Regions from separate parts of the Mus musculus genome. Here region 2 is linked to region 1. The links are chromatin contacts, called in public promoter capture Hi-C maps. All regions are on one chromosome and are shown on one strand. The core of a region is the stretch at or near the end of the contact, and the rest is flanking DNA. Distances in the headings are between cores, read along the strand shown. Region 1 has its middle 5.0 kb from the start of Mir6937. Region 2 overlaps Gm31508 (predicted gene, 31508).

The links. Promoter capture Hi-C pulls out the DNA fragments that hold promoters and counts their contacts.
Region 2: a contact with region 1 is called in a promoter capture Hi-C map of hippocampal neurons, with 2.1 times the contacts expected there. The contact joins two enhancer-like sites. A contact is called at or near these places in 3 of 39 promoter capture datasets (cranial neural crest, embryonic stem cells and hippocampal neurons) and 1 of 484 Hi-C or Micro-C datasets (reprogramming fibroblasts).

What each region holds. Positions count from the first base shown.
Region 1 is chr12:28,682,309-28,686,405 of GRCm38.p6, reverse strand. No RefSeq gene overlaps it. Among named protein-coding and RNA genes, the nearest start is that of Mir6937, 5.0 kb to the right of the region's middle. Within about 2 kb of position 1,500, at least 10 of the 459 cell types and tissues checked have an H3K27ac peak or open chromatin away from gene starts, as enhancers often do. A contact at or near this core is called in hippocampal neurons, where this site is marked.
Region 2 is chr12:29,027,605-29,031,239 of GRCm38.p6, reverse strand. All of the region lies in intron 1 of Gm31508 (predicted gene, 31508), which reads right to left. Among named protein-coding and RNA genes, the nearest start is that of Gm31333, 110 kb to the left of the region's middle. Within about 2 kb of position 1,964, at least 13 of the 459 cell types and tissues checked have an H3K27ac peak or open chromatin away from gene starts, as enhancers often do. A contact at or near this core is called in hippocampal neurons, where this site is marked.

The DNA.
Region 1 (4,097 bases), core at 251-2,750:
GAGAGCTTTCTGTAACAGCTGACACAGACAAGCACATTTAACCCATTGAAGCATAATGACAAGGGACAGCAGTAAGTTGGGCATATAGCTCAGAGGCAGGTTACATTCCTAGAATGTTCAAGGCTATGGGTTCAGTCTCCATGCTGGAAACTATCAATGATCATTAATTCCCTAGTGTAGCTAGAGCCCATGTGATTAAATCACTCAGCAATACCACTAACTAGAGATCCTCCATACATGAGACTCTTGGCATAGAGCATATCCCAGACTTAATGGCTGATGGGAAGAGCTGGATTTATTGGCTGTGACCAACAACAGGGTTGTATTGCTACAGGTAAGCTGGTACCTACAGATGGGTTTCCCTTCAGGGATGGCACAGACCTAGACCTCTAGCGGACAGCTGTGCAGACTGCCCTTGACCTCACTGACCCATAAAGATTTCAGGGCATCCAGTGTCATCCACGTGTCAGTGATCAAGAGCCTCCAGCTCACACTCTGCTTACCATCAAAGCAGCAAGGCCACAGTGTCACACCACCTACCCACAGCTACAGTCAGAACGGGAAACCTACCTCAAAAAGAGCTCTGAGCTGAGATACCAATAGCTCAGGCTCTCCTCAGAGGGGAGAGACTAAACAAATCCCATAGCGTTAATGTTTTATTTCTTGTTGCTTGGGGAGTTTAGGGAATCACATTCTAAAATAAATACCCAATCCTGCGCCTCACTGAAAGATTTCAGAGCTCCTGAGCAGCCACAGCCAAAAGCATTAGGATTACATCAGTACTGTATGACCATCTTCAGGATGCTGGGGTGTGTGTATGTGTATTGTATAAGCCATAAAATTATTTGAGGTTTTTGAAAACTTTTACATAGTGTACTTTCCAAAGGAAAACAGTTTTCAGAAAAATGATTGTTCCAGCTCACACATCTGAACAGGAATCAAATTCATCACCCTCCACCCGCCCACTCATCAACTCACCCATCTTCCTATTCAACTCCATCCACCCACCCACTCATCAATACAACCCATCTTCCTACCCTCCCACTCATCAATCCAGTATATCCATCTATCCACCCACCACCATCCAGCCACTCCCACATCCACCCACCCACCTACCCCTTTATATGCCCACCTACTCCTGTGCCCCCCCCCCACATTCTTCACCTATTTATTCACAATTCTACCTCTGGAAAATGCTCAAAATCCTCACAGTGGCAAATTAAGGAAAATTCCTGTCATGAAACCCCCTACTTTCCACGTCCACCACGTGAGACTTACACTTTTATCACATTGTGTGATCAGCCCAGCACCAACCCACCCGAGGCCCCAGGACACCCTGCAGAGTCTTGGATCTTTGTAGCTCCTCCAGCCCAAAATAAGCAAAAGGCTCCACTTCAGATGCCAAAGCTCTATTAAGGAAGTAAGGAGCCTAATGGGTTCTACCCCAGCACCAAACCCGAGAGAGCAAGAGAAAAGCATGTGTCTGAAGCTGTGAGCCTCACTGTATAATCTGGGAACACACACCCACCATTATAAATGGCTTTCCTCCTCCAGACTTGGATGTAGTCTGTACAAATTGGGCCAGAGGCTCCTCCCAAGCCTACACATCCTCATTGGTTCTGATGGCCTACCCAACTGCCTTGTTTACTATCCCAGAGCCAGAGTGGTAGACTGCCTGCATTCCAGCTACTCAAGAGACAAGAGGCAGAGGAGTCACACAAGCCCAGGACTCCCAGACTTACTTTTAAAAACTTACTCTAGAGTCCAGTGTGGAGGCTCTTGCCTATAATCCTAGTATTCAGAAGGCAGAGGCAAGAGATCCTTTGCACTTGAAGCTAGCCTGGCCTACATTCTAGGCCAGCCAGAGCTATGTATTGAGACCCAACAGCAAAAAGATAACAGGGGCTCCCATCAAACCTAATGACCTAACTTCAATCACTCAGACTCACGGTAAGCAGGAATCAACTCCCTCAAGTTGTCCTCTGCCTTCCACTTGTGTACCATGGGACACATACACACACACACACAGTCTCAGAAAAACAAAAAGGACGAATATTCTGGGGAAGCTAAGAAACTGTGACCTCACTTAGGTATATTGACAGAGTTCTGTTACCGTCATTGGTAGTTTGAATAGGTTTGGCCCCCATAGACTCATGTGTTTGCTTGGCCCACAGGGAATGGCACTGACACTATTAGGGAGGTGTGGCCTTGTTGGAGGAAGTGTGTCACTATAGGAGGGTGGGCTTCAGGGTCTTATGCTCAAGCTTCGCCCAGTGTGGAAGAGCAGTCTGCTCTTGGCTGCCTTTGGATCAAGATGTAGAACGTTGCCTCCTCTAGCCCCACATCTGCCTGGATGCTGCTATGCTTCTCACCGTGATGACAATGAACCTCTGAAACTGTAAGTCAGTCCCAATTAAATATTTTCTAAGACTTGCCTTGGTCACGGTGTCTCTTCATAGCAATGGAAACCCTAAGACAACTTCCTCGGTCTTTCCTCAATCTGTGAGGTCATGGCTCACACCCAAGACCTGTCAGCATGTAGTACACGCTGGACAGCACAGTCAGCCTTCAACGGGAACAAGGCCATTCACAGTGGACAGTTAGAACAGGAGCCGAAAAGAATAAAAACAAAGCAAGCGGTGGTAAACATCTGTAAATACAACTCAGGAGGCAACGGCAGGAGGAAGCCAAGCCCAGCCCGCCTGGAGATAGAAAACTGGAACAGGGGCTAGTGCTGAAGCTTGGTTGGTGCAGAGCTTGCCCAGGACTGGGTTCCATCCCCAACGCTGTACAAACCACGTCTAGCGGCTGATACCTGCAACACCAGCACTCAGGAAGGACAATATAGATTAGGACTTGACGACCATTCTACCTTCTCAAAGTCATCCTCAATTTACTGGTGACTTTGAGACCAACCGGAGATACAAACAATAAAATGTGGCTGGAGGGACGGCTCTTGCTGCTCTTGCAGAGGACACTTAAGGGCTTGGCTCTGTCTGACCTCAGTGTTAAGTTCAAATCCCAACTTCCATATGACAGCTGACAATCATCTGTAACATAATTCCAGTCCAGGGTATCTGACACCCACTTCTGACTTCTGGTGGGGACACATACACATAGTGCACATACATACATGTAGGCAAAGCACCCAAACACAAAATGAACTTTCTAAAAAAAGTTAAACAGGCACGGTGTCACATATCTCAGCCCTCAGGAGAAGAAGCAGGAGGATCTCTGAATTCAAGGCCAGCCTGGTTTACACTCAGGAGGCAAAGGCAGGGGACTATCTGAGTTCAATACCAGCCTGATCTACATATCAAGTTCCAGGCCAGCCACTGCTACAGAGTAAGAGAGTCTTAAAAAACAATCAACCATAAATACTAGGTTGACAGCCAGGCGGTGGTGGCGCATGCCTTTAATCCCAGCACTCGGGAGGCAGAGGCAGGCAGATTTCTGAATTCGAAGCCAGCCTGGTCTACAAAGTGAGTTCCAGGACAGCCAGGGCTATACAAAGAAACCCTGTCTCGGAAAAAAAAACAAAAAACAAACAAACAAACAAACAAAATGCTAGGTTGACAAAAGCTAGTAAGGATTGGCCCTTACTGACAGTAATTCAGAGGGAGAGACTCAGGATGTGCTACCTGTACACGTTTGAGTTCTAAGGCTGAGGCGACGTCAGTCACCTCCCATGGGTCAAGCTGCCCCTCCTGTGTCCCTAAACTGTCACGGAGATCACGGTCATTTACATTGAGTGGCCACTCAGAGAATGCCTACAGCCATCTTCTCCAGCATAGATCATTGGGGTTCTCTGTAACTAACATACTACACATAGACATATTTCAGGATTCTTGTTCTTTTTCTACATCTACACTATGTAACCCAAGGTGCTGGAGTAGAAAAAGAAAAAAAAATTTTTTTTTTTTTTGGTTTTTCGAGACAGGGTTTCTCTGTGTAGTCCTGGCTGTCCTGGAACTCACTTTGTAGACCAGGCTGGCCTCGAACTCAGAAATCTGCCTGCCTCTGCCTCCCAAGTGCTGGGATTAAAGGCATGCGCCACCACCGCCTGGCCAAATACTCACCAAGAAAAATCTTATATC
Region 2 (3,635 bases), core at 715-3,214, 340 kb before region 1:
CCTTGCAGTCCTCAGCCATGCTCACTGCCTTCTTCATGAGAGGCTTTCAGACTGCTTTTCCAGGGTTTGTTTGACACAGCCTTACAGGCTCATGAGGACCAGCTGCTCTGCTCAGATGTCCTCTGATGGCTGAGAACTACCACACAGGAGATTTCTAAGCCAATGCCATCATTACTGATAATTACTGGTGTGTCTCATCGTAGCCACTGTTAGCTCAGAGTTCAAAGCTCGTTTTTGAATGCTTTACTTCTCTCTTTTGTATAGTGGTTTTATTTCCCATCATAGCTTCAGAGAAGAGGGATGAGAAGAGGCCAGCACGTCTCCAAATCACACTAAACAAGACCTAACCCAGAATCTCAGTGTGCTATGGGCATGAAGCTGGAGCCAGGTACCTAATGTGGGCATGTAACTATTATTGATACATATCAAAAGCACACACCTGCCCTTTCCTTGGTATTTTTATTATTCATATTGATGGGAGCAAGTATGATAACCCAACACATGCATTCAATCAGGGTTAAATCCATTTCCTTATACACTTTTAATTTTGACTAATATGTAACAGTCATACACATTTTGACATAAATTATGTCACCTCATGATCAGTTTGAATCTTCTGGTGTGTGCTGGCCCCAACTATAAGTATATCCTGACTTTACATATTCCTAACTATGTGGCATTACCATCCCAACATGGGAGTATAGAAAAACTGAGCTCAGCATGATATGGACCTTTTACCATAGCATACACACACACACACACACACACACACACACACACACCCACCACACAACTATCCCTGACACCATCAGATCAGCAGTCCAGGGCCATTCATATCATCCCACTGACCCCAAGAGACAAGCACAAGACCAACCCAAGCAGAAGTGCTATACAACTATAACAATTTAACAAAGCACATTGGCAAAAATATTTTTAAAAAAACCAAAAAACAAAAAAACATGGCAAATGTCAATGAGAGAAGAAAAAACATGCATTCACATCTGGCTGCCTCACACACTCCCTCTCTGATCTTGTGCTAAGGGTTGACACCTGCCGAGAAGGACAGGGTGGAAGCAGGTGTGTAGAGGTGATTGAGCCAGCTCCTGCATGTGCAAAGTGTGACCCTAGGGGTTGACACATGGCCTTCTTGTACTTTTGTTATTCCATGACAGGTTGCCTACCTCTCTCTTTGGGTATATTTCCACAGTTAACATACCAATGCCCAGTTAAGGACATCAGATATATACTTGAATATAGTGTGTGTGTGTGTGTGTGTGTGTGTGTGTGTGTGTGTGTGTGTGTGTGTGTGTTTGTGTGTGTGTGTGTGTAATTGCAGAATTATCTAAAGCTATATAAAAGGGAAGAAGACCAAACACAAAAACTGCATCCTCTAGAGCTGGTGGGGGAGGGCCATGTGCCCTACCCCTGGAAGCCAAGCTCCAAGCTTTGACCTGGCCACATGGACTGGATCTTCCTTTGTGACTCTCTGAAACCGTGGAGAGAAATGCTGGCATGTGTTGGGGCAGCAAGCGTCAGCATCCCTGGCGGACAGGTCCAGCTGTGTGGCCTCATATGCCCCACAGCATCTGCTGCTTCCACTCATCTCCTGTTGCTTTGTGGCTCCCCCACGTCATGCTAATGAGTTTCCTCTCCGCTTAATTCATACAGTGTTGATTTGTGCCTCTTGCAATCAAGACACTTTGTCCAGCAGACATTTAAAGAACCCACAGAAAAAAATGACGGGAGTCAGGCTACATCATTCTCGTGCTGTGTACCCACAGAGAAATCTTAGCCTCTCTGGATTTTAGATCTCCTGGCTGAAAAACAATGAATTATTAAGTTCTTTGTACTTTCCTACCATCTCCTAAATTATGGTATGGTGATGAAACTGACAGGTTGTGTGGTAAAAGCCCTAGAGACAGAATGTGAAGGAAAAGTATAAAACACTGAGTTCATGGTGCTCAGGATGGTGTGGGATGCACTGGGCCACATCCCAACACTGCAATCTATCCTGGTTCTCTTGGTGCTGTGTGGTACCCCAGCTGGCCTGGCATTCATTGCTGCCTGGAATGGCCTTGAACATGGAATCCTCTTCTTCAGCCTACAGAGGAGTCAGGATCACAGACCTGTGCTAGAAGGTTCAGATAGAACAATGATGTACGGGACTGTAGGTGTGGATGTGGGAGGGGTGGGGGGGTGAATGTAGGGTGTATGGATGTGTGAGTATGGATGTGGGGGTGTGGGTGGTGGGTCGAGTTGTACACAATGCACACATGGAGGTCAGTTCTAGTGTCCAGTGTGTGTACATCAGTTCTCAGGTTCCCCTATCTTCTGTTTGAGTCTGTGCCGCCTGTTAGTTCAGAACTTTGCCAGTCTAAGAGCTTTCAGGGCCTTACCTGTCTCTGCCTCCCTCGCTGTTGCTAAGGTTACAGGTATGCACTTCCATGCCCAGTTTTGCGTTTGTAAAACATGAGTACTGGAAATCTGAACTCAGGTCCTCATGGCTGTGAGACAAGGTCTTTATGACTAATCTCTCTCTGGTCCCCAGCCCTGATGTTTTTATTCTGCCTTACCAGAACCCATGAGGTGATCTGGGTTCCTTCCTAGGAGACGCTGCGTTTTTTTCCTCTGAAGTTGGGGGTGTAAATGAGGGAGGTGAATGTGAGCGTATCTCATTGTGCACAGGTATGAAATTCTCAAGAACAAAGAAAAATTACACTAGCAAATAGCTAGAGGGTAAAAAGGGGAACTTAAAAAAAAAAAAACAGAGCTTTTAATGTGACTGTACCTCCAACCTTGACTAAGGAACCAAGACACGACGAGGTTAATTCACTTGCCCAAGGTTGCCTGACTCCTGACTGGCAGATCGTCACTTGAGACCCAAATCTTCTGTCTGCAAATGCAGAGGCCTTTGTGACATCTGACTGTCCCTCAGCCAGGTCCTCTGCAGCAGAATCCAGTACATCTCTTCTCTTGCTGAAGGCTGCAGTCAGGCATGACTAGCCTCCATGCTCCATTCTGGTATTGTTCTTACAAGGCCTAGGGTCTCATTTGTTTTCATTGTTTTTCTTTCAAATCACAGTACAGTCCCTTTTGAACAATGCTCTGCTTAATCTACCTGGATTAAAAAGGAGCTAAAACCAATATTTCCTTTCTGATTTCATACAACCTATTTTATCCATTTTAACAAGAGATTAGGTCATAAAAAAAAGGCATGTAAATCCACAAAACAAACAATGTCGCTTTCCGTTGGACTCTAGACAAATAACCTGAAAATAATCCTGACAAGATTGTGTTTGCACAACCAAAAAAGCTCCAAGAAAGAAAGAAAGAAGGAAGCGACAGCCACGAGGCAGCCTCACTCCTGCTGCCTCTCATGTTGGGGCATCTAGGACTTCTCTTCCCAGGTCAAAGTTAAATGAATCCATCAGTGGAGCCTATAATTAGCATGAGTGGCTCATTCTGAGGTCTCCCCTGTGCCTGCTTGTGGCATCCTCAGCATGAATGGGTGCATTAGGAAGGCACACATTCACTGGGAGTGAACACTCGTGTGAGCAAGGAAGGTGACTGGTGTCACCATCTCTCTTGCAATGTAGCAAAGTGATTTTTCATGGGAGCATCTATGGGATGCTCTA